3 separate regions of the Arachis hypogaea genome follow, and all the other regions are linked to region 1. Evidence: chromatin contacts called from public Hi-C data. All regions are on one chromosome and are shown on one strand. Each heading gives the region's core, a stretch centred on a gene start, on an enhancer-like site or on the middle of the called end of the contact. The rest is flanking DNA. Distances are from core to core; before and after follow the strand shown. Region 1 holds the start of LOC112720677. Region 2 holds the start of LOC112720675 (protein phosphatase 2C 29). Region 3 holds the start of LOC112720681 (26S proteasome regulatory subunit 6B homolog).

The links. A called contact is a pair of places that touch in the nucleus more often than the background predicts.
Region 2: a Hi-C map of leaf shows a contact between it and region 1, with 5 times the contacts expected there. The contact joins the promoter of LOC112720675 here to the promoter of LOC112720677 in region 1. A contact is called at or near these places in 6 of 8 Hi-C or Micro-C datasets (leaf and an unstated tissue).
Region 3: a contact with region 1 is called in a Hi-C map of leaf, with 1.9 times the contacts expected there. The contact joins the promoter of LOC112720681 here to the promoter of LOC112720677 in region 1. A contact is called at or near these places in 2 of 8 Hi-C or Micro-C datasets (both in leaf).

Annotation. Positions count from the first base shown.
Region 1 is chr11:35,602,523-35,605,222 of arahy.Tifrunner.gnm2.J5K5, reverse strand. It overlaps LOC112720677, which reads left to right and starts at 1,274. Exons shown (of 7, transcript XM_025771711.3): 1 at 1,274-1,665; 2 at 2,589-2,700. The coding sequence starts at 1,549.
Region 2 is chr11:35,424,723-35,427,422 of arahy.Tifrunner.gnm2.J5K5, reverse strand. LOC112720675 (protein phosphatase 2C 29) reads left to right here and starts at 1,326. Exons shown (of 4, transcript XM_025771709.3): 1 at 1,326-2,700. The coding sequence starts at 2,065.
Region 3 is chr11:35,815,799-35,818,498 of arahy.Tifrunner.gnm2.J5K5, reverse strand. LOC112720681 (26S proteasome regulatory subunit 6B homolog) reads right to left here and starts at 1,266. Exons shown (of 6, transcript XM_025771713.3): 1 at 603-1,266. The coding sequence starts at 1,109.

The DNA of each region.
Region 1 (2,700 bases), core at 25-2,524:
TTTTTTTTATTACCTATCAATTTGAATAGATTTTTTATTGGTATAAATTCAATCTTTTTTTATAATAATAAAAATAGATATTTTATCAGAAATAATTTTTATACTTATAAGCTACAATTGTTTTTAAAAATAAATAAATAAATTAGATTGTGTTGCTGATGTTCTTGGATTTTTTATGGTTTTTTAGATTATAATTTTTTTTTAATTTACACAAAATTAGAACAATAACTAACAATGAATCTCAAAAACAAAATGCTGCATAGGATATGAAAACTACTAGGCATTTTAATTTACACATTATTTTATATACATATTTGAACTATTACAATACACACAAAAAAATTATTCTCCTAATTATCTTATTATATATGCTAATTTGCACAACACATAATGTCATATTTATTTTATATTTTCTCATAGTTACATATATTTAAATTTTTTGTTTTTCAAATCATATAATAATATTTATTATTTAAATATATTTTGGTTAACATATTATATTTATATAATAATATTTACATTTTTAAAATTTATAATTAATAATATTTATCTTTTGCATAAATAATATAAAAAATGATATAAATTATGTCGTTTTTAATAATTGGTTTAATTATTTTGTCTGTTCTTATAGAGTAGGGATTTAGTTATAAAATTTATAGAGACCTAATTAAAATATATATATATATATATATATATATATATATATATATATATATATATATATATATTAAGGTTTAATTATTTTGTTAGTCTTTATAATTTTACTAAATTTTTAATTAAATTTATATATAATATATATAAATTTAATTAAAAATTTAGTAAAATTATAAAGACTAACAAAATAATTAAACCTTAATAATTTTATATTTTAATATAATCCAAACATGATTTATTTTTTCGAAAGCATATTTGACAAAAAAAATATCCAAACACAAATTATATTGATACCAATCTAATTTTTATCGAAATTAATTTTATAAAAATACATGTATTTTTTTTTTTTACCAAAGATAGGAGACTCGAACTCGCAACCTTTTAATTGAGTATGGAAAGACTATGCCATTTGAGCTATTATTCATTGCCTATAAAAATACATGTATATTAACATCCATTTACAAATATTAATCCAAACACACTTAAATTTTGTGGACCTCAAGAGCGTAGAAAATCGGTGGCTTTCTGTTTTATCTCGAGTCCCATATCAAGCGCAAAAACAATAATTTGAGAATGGGCTTAATCAAGTTATAAGTCTGCGAAGTTGGGCTATTGAGACGAGCTTGCTTTGCGTGATGTGATAATCTGACGTAACATCTAAGACTGGAAATACCCCTGACCCAAAAAAAAAGAGACTGCAAATACCAAAAAAAAAAAATCTAAGAGTGCACGTCTGCGTCCTCCATCGAAGTTCGTTCACGTGCTGCTTTGGGTTGCCGGAGACACCGAGAGAGAGAGAGAGAGAGAGAGAGAGAGAGAGAGAGAGAGAGAGAGAGAGAGAGAGATGATCGACCACTAGAAGAAGAAGATATTAACTATTACAGGGAGAAGAAAATGGATCGGCATAACATTGTAGAAGATTCAAACCCTAACGTTAATAAGGTTGAAGTTGTCCTCAAGACTATTGGTCCCGCTCGCCCCTCTCGCCTTCTCGTTCCATCTTCCATCAAGGTACAACAGTCTTCTCACTCCAATTTCAAATTCTAGGGTTTTTTTTCTTGTAACGTTTGTTGTCAATTACGCATGATTGTAGGGAGAATTGTACTTTTTGTTTTCATGATTGTGCGTGAACTGTGAAATTCCGAGGATTATGACTATAGACATGCACAATACACAAGTGGTTTAAGTTAATTTGGAAAAAATAAAAAAAAAATGATGTTCGTTTGAAGTAGGACTTAGGAAGTGGCTGCTCTATGATATGATATGATATGATATTATATGATACGAGATGGCTCCTTCGGTGTTTAATCTTAATTTTCAAAATTTTCCCTATCTTTTTTGCTGGGGCATTGTGAACTAAACATAGAAGAGTAATCACATGTCTAGTGGGCTACAACAGGAATAGTGTAGATGGCCAAAAAAAAAACCCTGACGGATGAACACTAACAGGCATTAATACTTAATAGTTAGGGACATGGTTAGTTGAAGTGGCAGCATATATTCTAGAATTCAGAATGTGTGTGTGAAAATATGAATTCTCCACCAGAAATTATAGCTGAAGAAAATGATATCAAAGTGCGTTTGTGGCACTGGTACCATGATCAAAAGTTGTGCCAATTGCTTTGCAAGCTTGCTTGAGTTCCTGACTACAGAGAAAAGCCTTTGGCCGAGTTCATTCAATAGCCAGCAAATTCTGGAGCTTTCGGGATTAAAATATCCTACAGTTTTACTGTAAATCCCTAAATTGTTTTGCTAAACTGTTTTGTTGGGGAAGAAAATTCAGATGAAGTTTATTTGGACATGGCTTTCTTTCGGGAAGAATAATGAGAGTTTCATACTTTTATTTGTTTTTCATTTTTAAGCAATTAGCATGAACGTCATTCCTTTAAGTGTTGATGTGATTACTATTTATGTTTCTTCTATATCAAGTATAGGTGCGTGATTTGAGACAATTAATCGCCAGCAATGATAATTTACCAATTGAGAACTTGCGCCTTATTCTACGTGGAAATGCATTATGTGATGTGAAAAATGAAAATGATGTAC
Region 2 (2,700 bases), core at 77-2,576, 180 kb after region 1:
TTTCTCGAATATTAAAAATAAAAAGTATCACCACTCACCAATATAAATACATAACCATAGGACAAAAAAACTCGCACCCACATGTATTTACAGATATTTACAGAAATTATCCGTGATGGAAGGACTAAAAGATAGTTAAAAAATTCTTACAAAAAAAAAATTTACACATAACATATAATTATTTAATAATAAAAAAATATTATTTTAATTTTAATAACATTTTTTAAAATATTATAATCACTATAGTATAGTTATAATAGAATCCATCACATACATACTCCATAACAATAAAAAAATGTTATTTTAATTTTAATAACACTTTTTAAAACAATATAATCACCCTAATATAGTTATATTAGAATCTAACATTCACATACATACATATATATATAATCCTAATTTATTCCTAATATTTTTGGAAAATTTTTTATTTTATTTTATTTTAATTTATGTATTACAAATTTTGTTGTATGTATATTAATTATGTTGAATTTGTATTGAGATTATGTTTTAATTTGATATATTTGGTTGAATTATATTAGATCTTATTATAGTTGTATTAATTTTTTTAAACTTTTTTTAAAACTTAATATTTATAGATACCTGTAAATATCCGTCTTCTCTACGAAAAAAATAAACAAAGATTTGTGACAAAAATAAAAAGTCAATTCTATAGTGGCTTTTGTTTGATGTCTAACTTTTGCTTAAATTATTTTTTATAGTAATTTTAAAATATTTAAAAATTTTTAACTTATATTTTTAAAATTAATTATTTAACCTATTTTAACAATTAGATAATATTTTTTAGATACTATAATAAACATAAAAATAAAATAAAAATAGAAAATAAAAAAAGATATGCTATAAAACTCTATTGTCATCCCTAAATATGATTATGTGTTGCATGCTAACTTTATTTTTGATTTATATTTTTAAAATAAGTTTAAAAGTAATATACATTATAAATAGACATTTTTATATATAATAAAGGAGATTAAAATTAATAAAAAAAATTAATTTCTACATTAATAGTAATAAAATATTAAAATATGTTTATAATATATTTATAAAATTCGTAAATATTTTATTAAGTGACTAATATGTATCTTTTATATTTTGTTTATAGCTGAAATGTTGAATCACTATTATGCGAATTTATTAATTGATTCCTAAAATTTTCTTTTATAAATATATAAACAAAATTTTAAAAATAACGTGTCAATATATCTCGGATCTTATCATATTCAATATTATCCGTGTCAATACTCAATATCCTTCGTACCAGACCACAATCATAATGAAAAGAAAAAACATTTGAAAACGCCACAAAAGGGACAAATCTCCTTCAAATTTCAACTCACACAAAAACACTCTTGTCCCCCTTCCCTTCTCTCTTTCTCCCCTGCATTTTCTCCTTCTCAAACTGTCAAAAACATTATTACTAATACACATACAAATGATCAAGTTTTTAAGTGCTAATATGTTTAAGTAGTTAACTTAAATAAGCTACTAAATCTTATTACCAATGCTAATGTTTAAAAAATAACTTAAAAATAAAAATTCTTACTTACATTATTCAAAATATTTATTATCAAAATCCATAATATAAAATGATTTTTATAAATGAAAAATTATAAAGCACTATGTAACAAGAAAATAAAAACCCTGTTTAAATACTTATAATATTTTAATTTTAGCTAAATCCATATCTGTATATATAACATAAATGAAATATATGAAGAAAAGAAAAACACAACCCTGGGACCTTTATTTTCTTCTTCCCTCTATACTCATATTTTCTTGGTTTTGTATTCTTTTCTCCACTTTCCCACTCTCTCACTCAGCTTCCTTTTTGTTTTTCTTGGACCGTTCCTTTAACTAGTTTTGGATTAGAGTTAGAGGAGTTGGGGTCTTTTCCCTCTCTCCCTCTCTCTCTCAGCCGGAAAATCCTCCTGATTTTCCCCCCACCCAAACACAAAACCAGCCACCAAAAAAGGAAAGCACTAGACAAGACAAGAAATCAAGAGAGAGAGCAACACAAAACGGTGGCGCAACTCAAATGTGATGGGAAGTGGAGTCTCTACCTTGTGTTCCTGCCTCGAACCGGCGCCGAACCAACCGGACCTCGACAACGACGTGATCTTCGCCGCCACCGAACCGCTTGACGAAACTCTCGGCCATTCCTTCTGCTATGTCAGATCCTCCAACCGATTCCTCTCGCCAACACACTCCGATCGCTTCGTTTCCCCCTCTGCCTCACTCCGTTTCTCTCCAACTCACGACCCGATCCACAGAACCCGGCCCGACCCACCCGAAACTGCTTTCAAGGCCATTTCGGGAGCCTCCGTTAGTGCCAACAGCTCCGTTCCCAAGACAGTTATTCAGTTAGAAGAAGAGGCCACCGACTGTTCCGGTAACAGAGCAGCTGGATTAGGAGGAGGGACCGTTGTCAACGGTTTCGAGAGTACGTCGTCCTTTAGCGCGCTACCGCTCCAGCCGGTTCCTCGCGGTGGAGAGCCTTCTGGAACATTCGAGAGGGGAGGAGGGTTCTTCCTCTCGGGACCAATCGAGAGCGGTGCGCTCTCCGGGCCGCTTAATTCCGGCGCCGCCACCGCCGCCGGAGTCCCGTTCTCGGCCCCGCTGGGAGGGGTGTACGTGAGGAAAAAGAGGAAGAATGGCGTGTCCGGATTCAGGAAGGCG
Region 3 (2,700 bases), core at 17-2,516, 210 kb before region 1:
AACCACACTCTCTTTTGCTAGTATTCCCAAACATGGCATATAATGATGGGATAGACATCTAAGAGTTTGGATTATTAGCCTATTGCTGCTATTTGGTACTATCAAGTCGGTCTCAAACAGAACAAAAGAAACAGAGAAAAGAGACTCGCAAATATGAATATTAGAATGCGAAAATTCCAAATGTCAGAACAAAAACGGAACCGCAGTAGGAGCATGTAAGACATACCAATAGAAGAATCACACCAAACTGACATCTTCCTCACAATAATCATACTCTCTCTAGGTGCAAGTATTCCCAAATAAACCTCAATTGAAAGCAACTAGAAAATTTTAATCACAATCATAAAAAAATAGAAGCAAAAATCCCTAACTTCCAACTTTCCACTCTTTTCACGTTAAGCAAAAGGGGGAATAAAAAACCGAAAACCTAACCAATGAAACAATTTAATATTTATAGCATCCTCCGTCACTGCAAACCAGCCCATAACTGCAGTATCCATATTCTTTAACCAAAACCCAAACATTTCATTTTGGCACTCTTTCTAAACCAAAGCAAAACCCTAATCAGAGAAGGAGAAAAAAAAAAAAAAAAAAACGCTTACATTGTAAGTGACGTCGGGCTTCTCAGACTGGCTAAGTAGCGAGATGCTGGAATCAGCCTCAGGAGGAAGCACGTCAACAAGCGCGTTGGAGTGACGGTGAAGAGCCACAGAAGCTGAAGGCTTCAACAACTCTCTGTTGATCGTGCTGAGAATTCTCACGTAGTAGTTGGATCCAGTTGTAGATCCAACGATACCGTTATTCCTATCAACCATCTCCATGAACTGTCCAATAACTAGCGGCACCGATTGGATCCGCTTCACTTCTTCCTGAGCCCTAAGGAGCTCGCGCTTCAGATTCTTCTGCTCGTCCTTGACGTACTCTTCTTGGATGTCGATAAACTCCAGCTGGCGCTGCAAAGTCTTGAGGCGGCTGTAGAGGTCGTCTTCGTCGGAGGCGGCGGAGTCGATGCCGTAACCGCCGAGGAGGTAGTCGGATTTTGACGATGGGAGAGACGGTGGTGGCTCTGAAGAGGGTTTAGGTTCGAGAACCATCGCGGAGGAACCCATGGTGGAGTTTGCGTTGTCGATTAGAGAGAGAGAAGGGATTGTATTGGATTGGAGTGAAAAGAGAATGGAGAATTTGGGGGAGAAGGGTTTCGTTCGGTGCTATTTTTTTGTGGTTTCTTGTTGTGGGAGGAAAAGAGATGAGAAGACGAATATGACCCTACTGATCTTTTCGTTTTGGGCTATACGAATGAGAACTGATAATTTGGGCCTGGCCTGTTTTTGGAAACTTCAAGAATTGAAGCAAAGTAAGTAAGAGTTAACCAAAAAATAAGATAAAATAATCCAAAAAAGTATATTTTATCTTTATGGTATATTTGATCAACTATTATTTATTTATATTTATTAAATTCAAATTTTAGAGTTGAATTATTATTGTAAATCTTAATTTAATCTCTAATTAAAATCTACTATATTAAACCTACTGGTTTTAAAAAGAAAAACGGTTTCATTGATTAATAGAATTGGTTGTATGATTTTTTATCAATTAGCTAGATAAATCAATTAATTTGGTAATCAAAAGGAAATTAAGTTTATATTGTTTCCTAGATTCTTTATTATTTTAATAAAAAGTAATTAAAAAAAACATATATAACTGAGTTAAGCCCCACTTTGAATCTGAGATCGATGAGTTGCACTTTTAGTTTTTAACTTTTTAATTGCTATAATTTAGTTCTCTAAATTTAAAAAATACACCAATATAATCTCTCGTGTATTTTCTGTCATCGAAACTCAACACCGTTAGTAATGTGACTCAAGTCTTGCTACGCTAAACATATTAAAATAACGTCATACACATTTTGGCACTAAAAAAGACATTAAACAAAATTATTTGAGGATTTGGACAATTTTATCATAATCAAATTCTTTGTCTAATGCATTCTTTAGCGCCAAAACGTCGTTTTAATATGTCTAGGGTGGTAAAGCTTGTGGCACGTCACTAACAGCATTGAGTTCCAATAACAAAAAATACGTAAAAGATTATATTAGTGCATCTTTTTAAATTTAAGGGATTAAATTATAACAATTAAAAAATAAAAAATTAAATCAATATAACTCGCTAATTTCAAAGAATAAAGTGAAACTTAACTCTATATAATATAACTAGCACAGAACAATATGTAGCGACATTAATTAAGTATTTAGGATATCAAGTTTCAAGGGTACATAACATTGCTATATCATTTATTATGTATTTATATATGTAATAAATATGATTTACATATTATTACGTATTATTGTGGGCAAATTACTAAACTAAAATATTTGGGATCTAAAATTAACAAAATACAACTTTTGTAGTTTGGATATGAAAATATAACTTTTTACAAATTTATGTAAAGAAAACACATAAACCGCTAGTGAAGTACCATGGTTTATGTTGAGAACGCATTTGGCCAGAAACCGTGATAGGGATTTCATGGTTTCTGCGAGAATGGCAAATAAGTATAAACTAAGGAAGGGGTATAGCGGTTTATACTCTAATATAAATACGCGGAAGAGGTGTCACAGATTATTTATTTTGAGAGACTTTCACATTGGTAGAGAGAAAGTGATGTTCTAGAGAGAGGGGAAGAGGAAAAGTGTGGTGAGG